Linked DNA regions of Mus musculus: regions 2, 3 and 4 are each linked to region 1. The links are chromatin contacts, called in public Hi-C and Micro-C maps. All regions are on one chromosome and are shown on one strand. Each heading gives the region's core, a stretch centred on a gene start, on an enhancer-like site or on the middle of the called end of the contact. The rest is flanking DNA. Distances are from core to core; before and after follow the strand shown. Region 1 overlaps Bmpr1b (bone morphogenetic protein receptor, type 1B). Region 2 overlaps Pdlim5 (PDZ and LIM domain 5). Region 3 overlaps Pdlim5 (PDZ and LIM domain 5). Region 4 has its middle 17 kb from the start of Bmpr1b.

Evidence for each region. Hi-C and Micro-C count contacts between places; a contact is called where the count stands out from the background.
Region 2: a Hi-C map of embryonic fibroblasts shows a contact between it and region 1, with 3 times the contacts expected there. The contact joins two enhancer-like sites. A contact is called at or near these places in 17 of 484 Hi-C or Micro-C datasets (the AML12 cell line, the C2C12 cell line, CD8 T cells and 10 more) and 1 of 115 datasets of contacts at active chromatin or transcription factors (embryonic stem cells).
Region 3: a contact with region 1 is called in a Micro-C map of granulosa cells, with 3 times the contacts expected there. The contact joins two enhancer-like sites. A contact is called at or near these places in 1 of 15 datasets of contacts at CTCF or cohesin (pro-B cells), 40 of 484 Hi-C or Micro-C datasets (the C2C12 cell line, CD8 T cells, the G1E-ER4 cell line and 24 more) and 3 of 115 datasets of contacts at active chromatin or transcription factors (bone marrow-derived macrophages, embryonic stem cells and fibro-adipogenic progenitors).
Region 4: a contact with region 1 is called in a Hi-C map of adipose-derived mesenchymal stem cells, with 1.9 times the contacts expected there. The contact joins two enhancer-like sites. A contact is called at or near these places in 3 of 39 promoter capture datasets (cranial neural crest, frontonasal cranial neural crest and maxillary cranial neural crest), 3 of 484 Hi-C or Micro-C datasets (adipose-derived mesenchymal stem cells, cerebral cortex and nephron progenitors) and 2 of 9 other capture datasets (adipose tissue and pancreatic islet).

The regions. Positions count from the first base shown.
Region 1 is chr3:142,049,229-142,052,131 of GRCm38.p6, forward strand. All of the region lies in intron 1 of Bmpr1b (bone morphogenetic protein receptor, type 1B), which reads right to left. Among named protein-coding and RNA genes, the nearest start is that of Bmpr1b, 120 kb to the right of the region's middle. Within about 2 kb of position 1,578, at least 20 of the 459 cell types and tissues checked have an H3K27ac peak or open chromatin away from gene starts, as enhancers often do. A contact at or near this core is called in the C2C12 cell line, the HL-1 cell line, adipose-derived mesenchymal stem cells and 2 more, where this site is marked.
Region 2 is chr3:142,261,811-142,264,510 of GRCm38.p6, forward strand. All of the region lies in intron 8 of Pdlim5 (PDZ and LIM domain 5), which reads right to left. Among named protein-coding and RNA genes, the nearest start is that of Bmpr1b, 94 kb to the left of the region's middle. Within about 2 kb of position 1,446, at least 6 of the 459 cell types and tissues checked have an H3K27ac peak or open chromatin away from gene starts, as enhancers often do. A contact at or near this core is called in the C2C12 cell line and embryonic fibroblasts, where this site is marked.
Region 3 is chr3:142,279,548-142,282,438 of GRCm38.p6, forward strand. All of the region lies in intron 7 of Pdlim5 (PDZ and LIM domain 5), which reads right to left. Among named protein-coding and RNA genes, the nearest start is that of Bmpr1b, 110 kb to the left of the region's middle. Within about 2 kb of position 1,429, at least 69 of the 459 cell types and tissues checked have an H3K27ac peak or open chromatin away from gene starts, as enhancers often do. A contact at or near this core is called in the C2C12 cell line, the HL-1 cell line and granulosa cells, where this site is marked.
Region 4 is chr3:142,185,321-142,188,120 of GRCm38.p6, forward strand. No RefSeq gene overlaps it. Among named protein-coding and RNA genes, the nearest start is that of Bmpr1b, 17 kb to the left of the region's middle. Within about 2 kb of position 1,346, at least 3 of the 459 cell types and tissues checked have an H3K27ac peak or open chromatin away from gene starts, as enhancers often do. A contact at or near this core is called in adipose-derived mesenchymal stem cells, where this site is marked.

The DNA of each region.
Region 1 (2,903 bases), core at 328-2,827:
AGTCCTCCCAAGTGGACAGCATATCAAATGTGATGACTCACGGATGATGCAATAAGCTATGGATGCCGCAGTATAAACAGAAGTAAGCCAAACTTTGAGCTAGCTGTTCTAGGGTGCTATCTGATTTATGTGTTAATAGATGCAAGGAAAACAAGGAATGGAAGAGAGATAAGGAACAGAAGAGACCGAGCAACCACCCTGTAAGTGGCCTGAATACTTCTGACACACCACTGGTGCTCTCCTGAGTAGGTGCATGGATGAAAAACAAGTAATTTTATTTTCTGTTAACATAGTGCAATTCCCTTCCACCACCCCATGCAATGCCATTCACTGTCAAAAACCATCAGAGAGACTTTCCTATCATTTAGGATAGGTAGAGTGCATATGACAACCGCTGGCTTATGGTACACTTCAAGAGTCATGTCTAATTTAGACTAGATGTAGGTATAGTCAGTGTGTGTTCACCAAAAGTGTATGCCAAAAGATACTGAACAGCATTGCCAAGCTCAGCCTGCTCCCACATCCCAGTCCTCATGCAGTCCACTGAGGCACAGGCATGTGCATTCAGGACGAGTCTCCCTGTGTGACAGATTACACACCCCAGCGTCAATGATGAACAGCTGAGGTATAAGCACTGCTCCAAGTGGTCCTCAAAGGTTGACAGCTGGGAAACAGTCTGAGCTGTACATGTGGAGAGGACCAAAACAAGTCTGGCAGAGATGAAAAAGTCCAAGAGCTGCTCTGTAAAACCACCCAACTGACCAGGTTACAGCAGACAAAATGAACAGTCTTTGGCAACTGAGGAAACCATGCAGGCTATGAGATTTTTTCTCGGTAAAACACAGTAATTATCTGGCCAGAGATAAGTACTATTAAAAAGAGTGTGGTCATGAATCATGAAATCCTCTTATATGGGTTTGTGGCCTCTGAAGTATAAATGTTTATATGAATTCTGCCCCTAAAGACATAGACAAATGTTTGGTCTAAAATTTATCAGTATTTGGAACAGTCTGCTTTATTTAACAAATACCAAACAAGACAAAGGCCTTCATTTTAATTTGTTCTTCAAGGGTATTGTCAAGGCTTTTTTTAACAAGGCATTTGGCTCTTAAGTCAACCAGACTTGACCATAAAGGGATAGATTTATCAAAACGGCTACATGAAGAAAATATCAATCTAAGGAATTATTTGATTTTCTCAGCCAGGAAAAAGTGGAGTCACTAGAAAGGATGTGAATTCCATCCAAACACTATTCAGCAGAGAAAAATCTTGGCTGAACAGAGACTGAGAATCCTAGACAGGAACAAACCTCAACTGTGAGCCACTTCTTTGAGACTCATCAGCATGGTTTTCCTCATCTTTATTAAGGATTCCTTTATGATTCAGACCTCCAAAGCCAAATCGGCATGTGTCATTAATACCAAAAGCGTAGACTAAGATCTATTGAAATGGTAAAGCAGATCATGATTCTCTCAGCAAATAGAACATTACCACATTTAAAACCAAGATGGGGCACATTCAGAGAGACACAGATGTGGCTGCTCAGCCTGCTAGAGATGAGTCAGCGAACAGTAAGGAGAGATGGCCATTAGGGCAAGATTCCTGGACTTTCTGTAAGAGAGCCCTCAGCACAGAACCTGCTAGGCAGAGGATTGCAGAATCCCCAACTTAACCACAGTGACTGCCTCTGGGGTAACCTAAAAGCAGAGAGAGGGAAGTCAAGGAAAGAAAGATGCGTAAGGATAGGATCTGACTGTTCAGAAGCAGGTACATTCAGAAAACAAGCTAACAGAAAGAGGAGTTTGCTAATTAAGTGTAAAATAGTGTGGACAGTTAGCACAAAATTGAGACTACAACTTAACTATAAAACTTCTTTTGAAACTATTGTAGCGCATTCTACATTAGCCCATTCTACTTTACCACAGAAGTAGCGGTAAATGAAAGTCTATGAATCCTAAATACAATTAAAACTAAGCACTCTATATCTGTCTAAAGCAGTAAAATGGAAAACAAAAAAAAATGATTAGCCATTTAATAAAGAATAAAAAAGTCATTTTTTACGGGATTTTTCTCCGAAGAGGATTTATGGTGACAGATATGATCACCTTAGACTAAAGAAAATGTCACCATCTTTGAAGCATGTGTATAAAGTGATTCACAAGCAGAGCGTGACTCAGTGAAGAAATTCATTCTAACATCATTTATCCGAAATAATTCACATGGTCTCTGCCAAAATATGAACTAAAAATTCCAAAGCCTTTAAAGCTGAAAGCTATTAAAAATAAACTTTTTTAAACTTAGAGTAGAATGTCATATACAACACTGCTTCAACTTCTCTCTCAGCGATGACCCATAATAGACTTGTGTGTGTGTGTCTGTGTCTGAGTCTGTGGTGTATGATACATACATATGAACATGTGAGCATGCTAGCCCTTGCACACATACAGTGAATGGCCAGAGCAGGATGGTGGGTGTCTGCCTCCATCTTATTACTGTGAAACCAGAAGCTTGCCGTCTACTTGGGTGGCCTGGCTGTGCAGCAAGCTCCCAGGATCCTCCACCCTCCAACACTAGGTTTGCAAGCACCTATTGCCATGCCTAGGTGGGTCCCAGGGTTCGAACTCGGGTTCTCCTGTTTGCACAGCCACTGAGCCTCCATCCTGCCCCCTTCATTGAATGTTAAGGAGAAAAAAAAAATCCATGTGAAAGTCTGAAATAATGCAAGTGCCACTTCCCTGGCATTTACTATGTACATGAATAAAGCAAGTTGATGCTAAAGTCATTTCAAAGCCAACCTCTTACATGATTGTATTTTTCGAAATCTCATACACTTTAAAAGATAACAGAATTACCATCTCCACATTTATTGCCAGAGGAAAGGTTTTGCAGTGTATACCATTTTG
Region 2 (2,700 bases), core at 196-2,695, 210 kb after region 1:
TAAGACTAGAAAGTGAAAGGGACTTAATCAAACATGAAAAAGAAGGTCCATTCACTTTGTTGTCTCTGCCCTTAGACTATACAGAAAGCCATTTCTTCAATGTGGATTAGGGTTAGGGTTTCAAATGCAAAAGTTACTAATTGGAAAGTCTGGAAATCAGACCTCAAAGAGAATGAAACCCTTTCATCTACCATATCACATTATCTATGCATAAGCCCTAAAGTACTGACTCATCCGGACATTTCTAAGCAATAAATGAGTACAAAAATCCTTAAACAGTCACTGTAGAATAGGACATAATCCATCTGGCACAGGCCTCAAGAAGGTGCATGAGGAACTAACTTATTTATATGAAGAGTTTTTAATCACAAACTATGTGGCCGTATCTTAAACACAAATAAGAAGGCTCTAAGTGCCACCACACTTAGCTTCCTGTTAGCCTTACATGCCACCTTGGATGTGAAGGAAATTCTCACACTTGTTTGATGCTGTGCGCTAGCACACTGGCCAGCACACAAAGCTATGCAGTCCTGGTAACAACTGGGCCCTGAACAGTCACAAGACACGGTTACATGATACGGTTTCGTTGGACGGAGTCTCATTCTTTTTTAGTATAGGAACGGCTACTCTTGGCAAGATGAGGTGTAAGAAAGTGAGGCATTGGGTGAATAATAAAGTGAGTTCTGTTTCCATGATTTACTGCACCATCTCAGAAAAAAACTCACCATGGAGATGAGATGCTGCAAATATATTGAACCCACTGTAAAAATTGACTGTCTTGATGACAATTTATTTATTGATAGCACTGTTTTTCTTTCCCTTTATTTTCTAGTAAGACCATCACATAAGAACACAGAATCACCCTACTTCATGCTGTGGAAATTTAAGCCACAAAACAGTCATGAGTCAGTACAGTGGGAAGTGAGCCCCACTTTAGATTAGCTTTCTTCTTCAACCTTAATCCTGAACAATTTTCATTAAACTTGGATTCTTCTGTGGATGATATGTACTGGACTTTGTTTGAAATGTTTTCCTTTTGTAATAAACATATTTCAGCACCACAAAGCTCTCTAGAAATTCAAAGCCATTAGCTATTATTCAATAGACCGTGGAAATGTCCCTTTCATTAACTAATATTGTAGAGTTTTTCAATGGTTTTAATGACACCCATCTATACCCGGTCATTCCATTTGCTTTTCAACATTTAGTGTTTACAAACATTAACATCAAATAACTTAAACATGGATTAAACACTTTTATCAGTATACTAGATTGCTCAGCAAATAAAAAATTGTTAAATTAATCAAGTAAAATGTACAGAATGGCGAACGGTTTAGTTACTAGTTTTAAAAATATGTGTCATGATGACGTATCAAATCTGTTATGTCTTACATTTCTCCATTTCTTGCCACATGAGGTCTTGCTCACAGGCACACACCCACACCCACACACATAAAAGCACACATACATCTACAAAACAACACATTCGAAGCCACCCACACATCTATGGATTAGTTGTTATACTTAGAAATGAAAGGAAATAGAGAAGAAGGGATCTGTTTCATCATTACAAGAATGCTATTGCTACCACTGAACAGATGAAAAATGCACGGCCAGAAAAGCACGGCCATGGACGTGAAGTGACAACTGCCCTATGAACTACTCAGCACTGAGCTATGAGCTCAGCTCTACTACTATGAATAAGAACGATTTATGCCTTCATGAAGTTTAAAAAAAGTTATAGACCAACAAATAATTGATTTTCTTACAGTACAATACAGTTCAGATATAAAATGTTTCTGAGAAGTACATAAGATATGGCTTTATGTCCCCATCCAAGGTGCTAGGAGTTGGTGGAAGACCCTTTTAAAAAGTAGGACCTAGTAGGAGTTTACACCCAGCATGATCTCTTGATATGGGCTGTGAGGTGGATGGGCTTCCTCTGCCACACACTCCTGTCATGAGACTTCATTACAGATTCACAAGCCAAAAGAGACAAGGGACTAAAATCTGTGTATTCACAGTGTGTCTTAGTCAGGGTTTCTATTCCTGCATCATGACCAAGAAGCAAGTTGGGGAGGAAAAGGTTTATTCAGCTTACACTTCCTCATTGCTGTTCATCACCAAAGGTAGTCAAGACAGGAACTAATTAAAATAGGGTAGGAACTTGGAGGCAGGACTGGATGCAGAGGCCATGGAGAAATGCCGCTTACTGGCTTGCTTCCCCTGGCTTGCTCAGTTTGCTTTCTTATAGAATCCAGGGCTACCAGCCCAGGGATGGCACCACTCATAATGGAACCTCCCTTGATCACTGAGAAGATGCCTTACAGCTGGATCTCATGAAGGCATTTCCTGGAGAGATGCTCCTTTCTCTGTAATAACCCCAGCTTGTGTCAAGTTGACACACAAAACCAGCCAGTACATAGTGTGACTGTTGTTTTAAACATAGCTATCTATTCTTGAGTCTTTAATAGGTGTAAAATTTTTTGAATAAGGCATATGTAAGATTGGATATCTTATGTTTTGAAAAATAATTAAAAGGAGTTATGTGTTTGTGTTTGTATAGTTTTTAAAAAGTAAGCAACAAGGAAAATTATGGGAATTAACCTAGAAATAACTATAAAAATTCTGATTCCTTATAAAAATCATGTATTACTTTACTTTCATTGTTAGAAGAGTGAGCCGTTATTTAAAATGTTA
Region 3 (2,891 bases), core at 179-2,678, 230 kb after region 1:
GTCACAGAAACTATGGCTTCCGGACATCCTTATTCTCCGCACTACATTTTACTATTCTTTCCAGGCAGACTTTGTACGACAGGTACCCTTCAACACCTTCCTTTTGCAAGCATCCGAGTTCTACCTGTGCTTAACAGAAGAACTAAAAGTACCCACTTAGTGCTGTGCTCTACCATAGGCAGTTATTCTATTTTTAACACTATTCTATATTTAACTCCTCAAGCTGTTACAAATTAACTACTTGTAATTAACTTATCTATTTATTATCATTTATTTAATATCTGGCATATAAATGTACATTCACTTGTGATGGCTGTTTTAAAAACTGTAAGTTTTATATGTACCTTGTCTTCACTACATTAAGATTACTTAAGGATGGGAACTCTGCCATGCTAGGAGTATATTACTTAACCTTAGTAAAGTTCTTTATCTTCAAACAGTACAAATATATTGCCTTTCTTCCAGGGTTATAACAAGCATGAACTAAAGTACTTGTACAATCCTCAACACTGAGTTAAGTGTTGAAAATGGCACTGATAATTGTATCTATGTTCTAAGTGTGTAGTTTAATGGTAATGATATTGTTAGTGAATATGGTTACTAAATTAATACTTCATGTAACAATTTACTTATAAGTATAGTTTCAGTTCTGGATTTTAATCTGAGGTACAATTTTAAATTACAATTATTTAAATTAAGTTAAAAGTCCTATGAAGATTATTGTAAGCTAACATGTTTTAATTTAGGTTGTATTTTTTTATACAAGGGTTTATATAAATTCTCTCCCCACTAACACCTAATACTTAAATTTTAAACTTACTTTTCAAACATTAAGGATCTGAGGCACACTATAAAGAAGCTATAAAAATCTAAGTCATGTGTACTTATGTACATTATGGTTATTTTTCCAGTGATAGAAACAGAACCCAGATCCTCAGCTCTTAGACAAGCATTCCACTGAGTCATGCTCCTAACTCTACACCCTGTCTCAAATATCAAAATATGTGCTTTGTGTATCGCCGCTGATAAAAGGCAAAGCACGGACTACTAATGTTCCCTCTCACAGGGTTCCCAGAGAGCTTCTTTCAGGCTGGAGCTGCAGGTATTACCTATGTGATGATGACCAAGGAACTCTGAAGGAGTAGAGTCACATAACATCCCATCCAGTTCTTAAAGTGTGGTCCAACTAGACTCAAGAACCTAAAATTTAAACAACTTCAGTGTTTTCCCTTAGAAATGGTCTGCTCTCCCTGACACCAACTTAAACACTTTACTAACTACTGTAGAACTGCAGTGTAGCATAATGAGAAGCTCTGTAATGCTGGGTAGCCAGAGACTGACAGCTCGTTATAGCCGACCACCACTAGCTACAGTGGTAGACGTTTACTTTGCTACTGATTTTACATTTGACACAACATATGTTCTCTGCCTGACTCACTGAGATTACACATTTAGCCAACCCTGGGCTATTTTTATCTCTGTATTATGCTTAGTAACTTCTGGGTTAACCATTAATTTTCTGTAATTATTTCTGATTTTCTATAGTTTGGCTCTGGAAAAGCTTAAGTGGTTGCCTGTGGCACTATGGGAAGTGGTGTACCCTTGAGGAGGTGAGCACCATTGGGAGGCAGTCAGGTGATAAGCAGTGTGCCCTTACAGATAGCATGGGGACCCAGCCCCTCCCCTTTCCTGCCACTGTGAGGTTAAACAGCTCAGCTCTAACACATGGTCCTGATCACAGGCACAAAAGCAATGGAGCCAGGCAACCACACACCGAAACCCCAAACCACAAGCCACAACAATCCTTACCTCTGCACAAACTGCTTATCCCATGTATATTATCACAGCAATATAAAGCTGAACACATGCATTTAGCACATACAGTAAAAATTAAATAACTTTTCAAGTAAAATTCTCATGCATATGGACTATAAGATAGTAGTCAGCCATAATAATTATATTGCTTTCCATCTTTTAAAAATGCATGGATTATTAATCATTTGACTATGGTACTGCAGCTGTAGCCATGTAATAAAAGCCCAGATTCCACTACAGTTTAAATATTGGCAAAATTATTCATGACCTCATACCAAACATCAAGAGTGCTATTAAAGACATCGTAATGGATTAGAAGGTGAGCGACAGGCCAATGAGAGAGCATGCATGGGCTTGGGCACTGCATTGAAAGTGCAGCTAATTCAACACAGCTTACATCAGTCCTGCAACCTTTGCATCTGGCCTGTTACATCATAGTGTGCTGTTAGAGGAAACAACCTTCCACAAGCCATGGTCCCTCCATAGTACCTGCTCTTCTTAACGTGGACAGAGCCACTCGACTCCTCAGAGGACTGAAGACAGGAAAGAGCTAGAGGCTTGGGGACAGTGCTGATGCACAGTGCATCCAGAAGAGACTGGGAGTTTTCAGGGCCGAAGAGCCTGGCAAGCATTCAGAGAGGAGCGTCAGTGACAACTTGCAGTGTCCACAAAAGAATGCCCGCTTTCAGTCTACGGTCTGAGACATCTCCTTTAGGAGTGAGAAAGAGATGGGGAGGAGGGAGACAAAGACAAAGCAAAGCAGTGGGGAGGGTGAATAGAAGCACCGAGATTTCATTGTATTGTTTGGCTTGGCCGGATGGCACACACCTTTAATCCCAGTACTTGAGAGACAGAGTCAGGCCGATCTTCCTTTCTGTGAGTTTGATTTAAAACAGTCTGGTGTACAAAGTGAGTTCCTTGGACAGCTAGGGCTATGCAGAGAGACCTTTTCTCAAATACAAAAACAACTAAGGAAATTTTTATTACAGTCATGCAAGGCTAGCTTTCAAAAGCATTTAAGCCAGGCGTGGTGGCGCACGCCTTTAGTCCCAGCACTTGGGAGGCAGAGGCAGGCA
Region 4 (2,800 bases), core at 96-2,595, 140 kb after region 1:
GGAAGGGGGATGAGAAGGAGCCAGCTGAGGCAAGAGGGAGCTAAGAGAGGGTGGACTGGGAGTGACTAGAATGTATCGCATACCTGTATAAAATTGTCAAAGAACAAATTTAATTAATAAAAAATAAATAAATTACAAAAAAAAACCTTCAATTAAAAATGAAATTTGAAGCAAAGATTCGACGGAGAAATCTTTTGAGTCGGGGCTGGGGCCTGACTCAGCAGCTCAGAGCCCTTGCTCTTCGGACTGAGGGATGACCAGGGTTTGTTTCCAGCACCTTGTGGTGGCAGACAACCATCCACAAGCTCAGCTTCCACCTTGTCTGTCATCCCTGGGCACCAGGCACACAGGTAGTGCACACAGATGCATGCAGGCAAACGTGCATACACATAAAAATGAAAAAAAAAAAAAAAAGAAAAAGAAAAACACATCTTGAAAACAACCAAACAGAAACAAAATATGCCCAAGACATTTGAGTTTCTGTATTCGGTGACACTAGATTTTAAAGCTATCCCAACTGCAAGAAAAAGGTTTATGAGTAAGGTACTTATCATGCCATTTTATTTATTACAAGGTTGTGTGTAACCAGAGGAATCTCTGCCGTTACATATTAGGGCCATATGCTGCCATTAACATTAAACTCAGATGGAAGAGATAGCTTCATCGGTAAAAATGCTTGTTGGGCAAGCTTGGGGACCTCAGTTCATTCCCCAGAGTCTGGGTAACAAGAGCCAAGTGTGGTGACACATGTCTGTAATCAGAGCTCTGAGGAGGTAGAGACAGGAGGGTCGGCCGTTCACTGTACAGCCAGCATAGCTGAATCAACGAGTCCCGGACCAATGAGAGGCTGTTCTAAACAACACATACTGCTCTTGAAGAACAACACTTGAAATTGTCCCCTGGCCTCCACCTGCATGTGCATACATGTGTACATGCAAAAGCACACACACATGTGCACACACCGACATATATACACAGATACACTCATATAAGGAATATATGTGAAAATAATAAGTAAGAGGAAATAACAGATTATCTGAAATGATGATATAAGGTCCATAGTGTGGTCTATCATAGCAGAAATAAAAATCGACATTTTATCTGCTACATTATCTTAAATATATAAGAAGCTCTAGTAAAAGCCCACATAGAAGGTGAATGTTTCCAAATAAAAGGTATATATGCTGAATTGATTTGTATATAGTTTTCAAATTTTAAGCAAAGAATTATAACCTTAACAAAACTCTCATAATAATTTTCAAATGCAGCCCTAAGTAAGTATATGGGTAATGGGAAGATAGGATTGTAGGCAGTGACAGGAGCGTGGGTTGAACCATCAGCAGGATTCCTTCACTTCTTGGGAGGCAGTCAGATGTGTGGATTGGTCACTGTTGGATTGCCTAAGCTGACACCATAAAGTTACTGGAAAATATTCAGAGCCAAATCTGGGAAATGTGTCGAAAGAGAAACCAAGATTGCACAAACACACATGCAGGCAAAATACTCATACACATAAAATAAAAATTTTTCAGACATGAATAAATTCATCATGCATTGATATAAGCAATAAAACATGTATAGGTCACAAGTTCGAAGTGAGAATACTGGTAATATTTGACATTGTTGAAGATATGAACAGTTGAGAATCTGTAAACATGAATCAGTATATATTTGCATAGCTTCTTTGGAGAATTTTTATTAATACATACCAATAATTCTGGGTCTCTCAAGCCCCTTTAGCCTAACAATCCACTTATTTCTATTACTAGCACAATAATCTATTATATTGATAGAATAAATCAAAATTTGTTGTATCCATATCATTATTCGTAGCTCTAATTAATGGAGACTAAAGATCTGTCTGAGAAAGGATAGACTTTCAGTTTCTGTGCCCGACACCTCTGATCTAGGTCCCACACTGTGTCGTGAATATTTGCACATATTTGAAATGAGGAGAGAGCCAGCTCTCCCTCCTTTTCTGTCCTCTGCCGCAGCGTGTGCACGTGTGTATTTACACATGTGTGCACATGTGTGTACATACATTTATGGAAACCAGAGGTAGAAACTTGTTGCCTGCCACTAACAAACACTATGATGCAAATTCACTGTCTACATTATTTTTTTTAAATCCTTTCTGTAAATTACTTTTGTAAGAAATGTAAAATGTAGTAATGACTCCATGCATGCTCTTTTTCTCACTCAGGTATGAAAGCAAGGTTTGGGCACTATTGGCCACGCTAGCTCCAATATTTAGGATTATATCTGATATTAGTCAAAGCATAGTACAAGCTAGTTTAGTATGACTGAGTAAATGCTTAGCTAGTCAGTAACTATGCATGAAGAGCGTATCTGACAGTTGGAAGACAAATGAACTTGAGTGCTTGAAGTTCTAGGTCTTCTTTGCTTCACAGTGTTGAACAGGTTACCGCCACCTCTCTGCAAAGAGCTTTGTTTTCTTTTAGGTCAGCTTGCATGGAGATTTCTAGTCTCCTCTGGAGAGTCCCTATAGGCACAGGCCAGGCTGTTCTGCTCCCATTCACTCAGCGAGCAAGCTTTCACTAAATGATGGAGCTGTGGTAAGGCTGGGAAGACAAAGATGTACAGTTTTGTTAGGGTTAAGGGGAAGGAAAGAGAGAGATGGTGTAATTATATAATAATCTCAAAGAATAATTTCTGAAAACTGTAAGAGGTGCCAGAGAGACAGAATAAGGGAACTAATTTTCCTGCGCAGGTTTAATAAGCAATATGTATAATATTACTACTACAAAAGCTTGAAAGATCAGACACAGCATGTTACCTT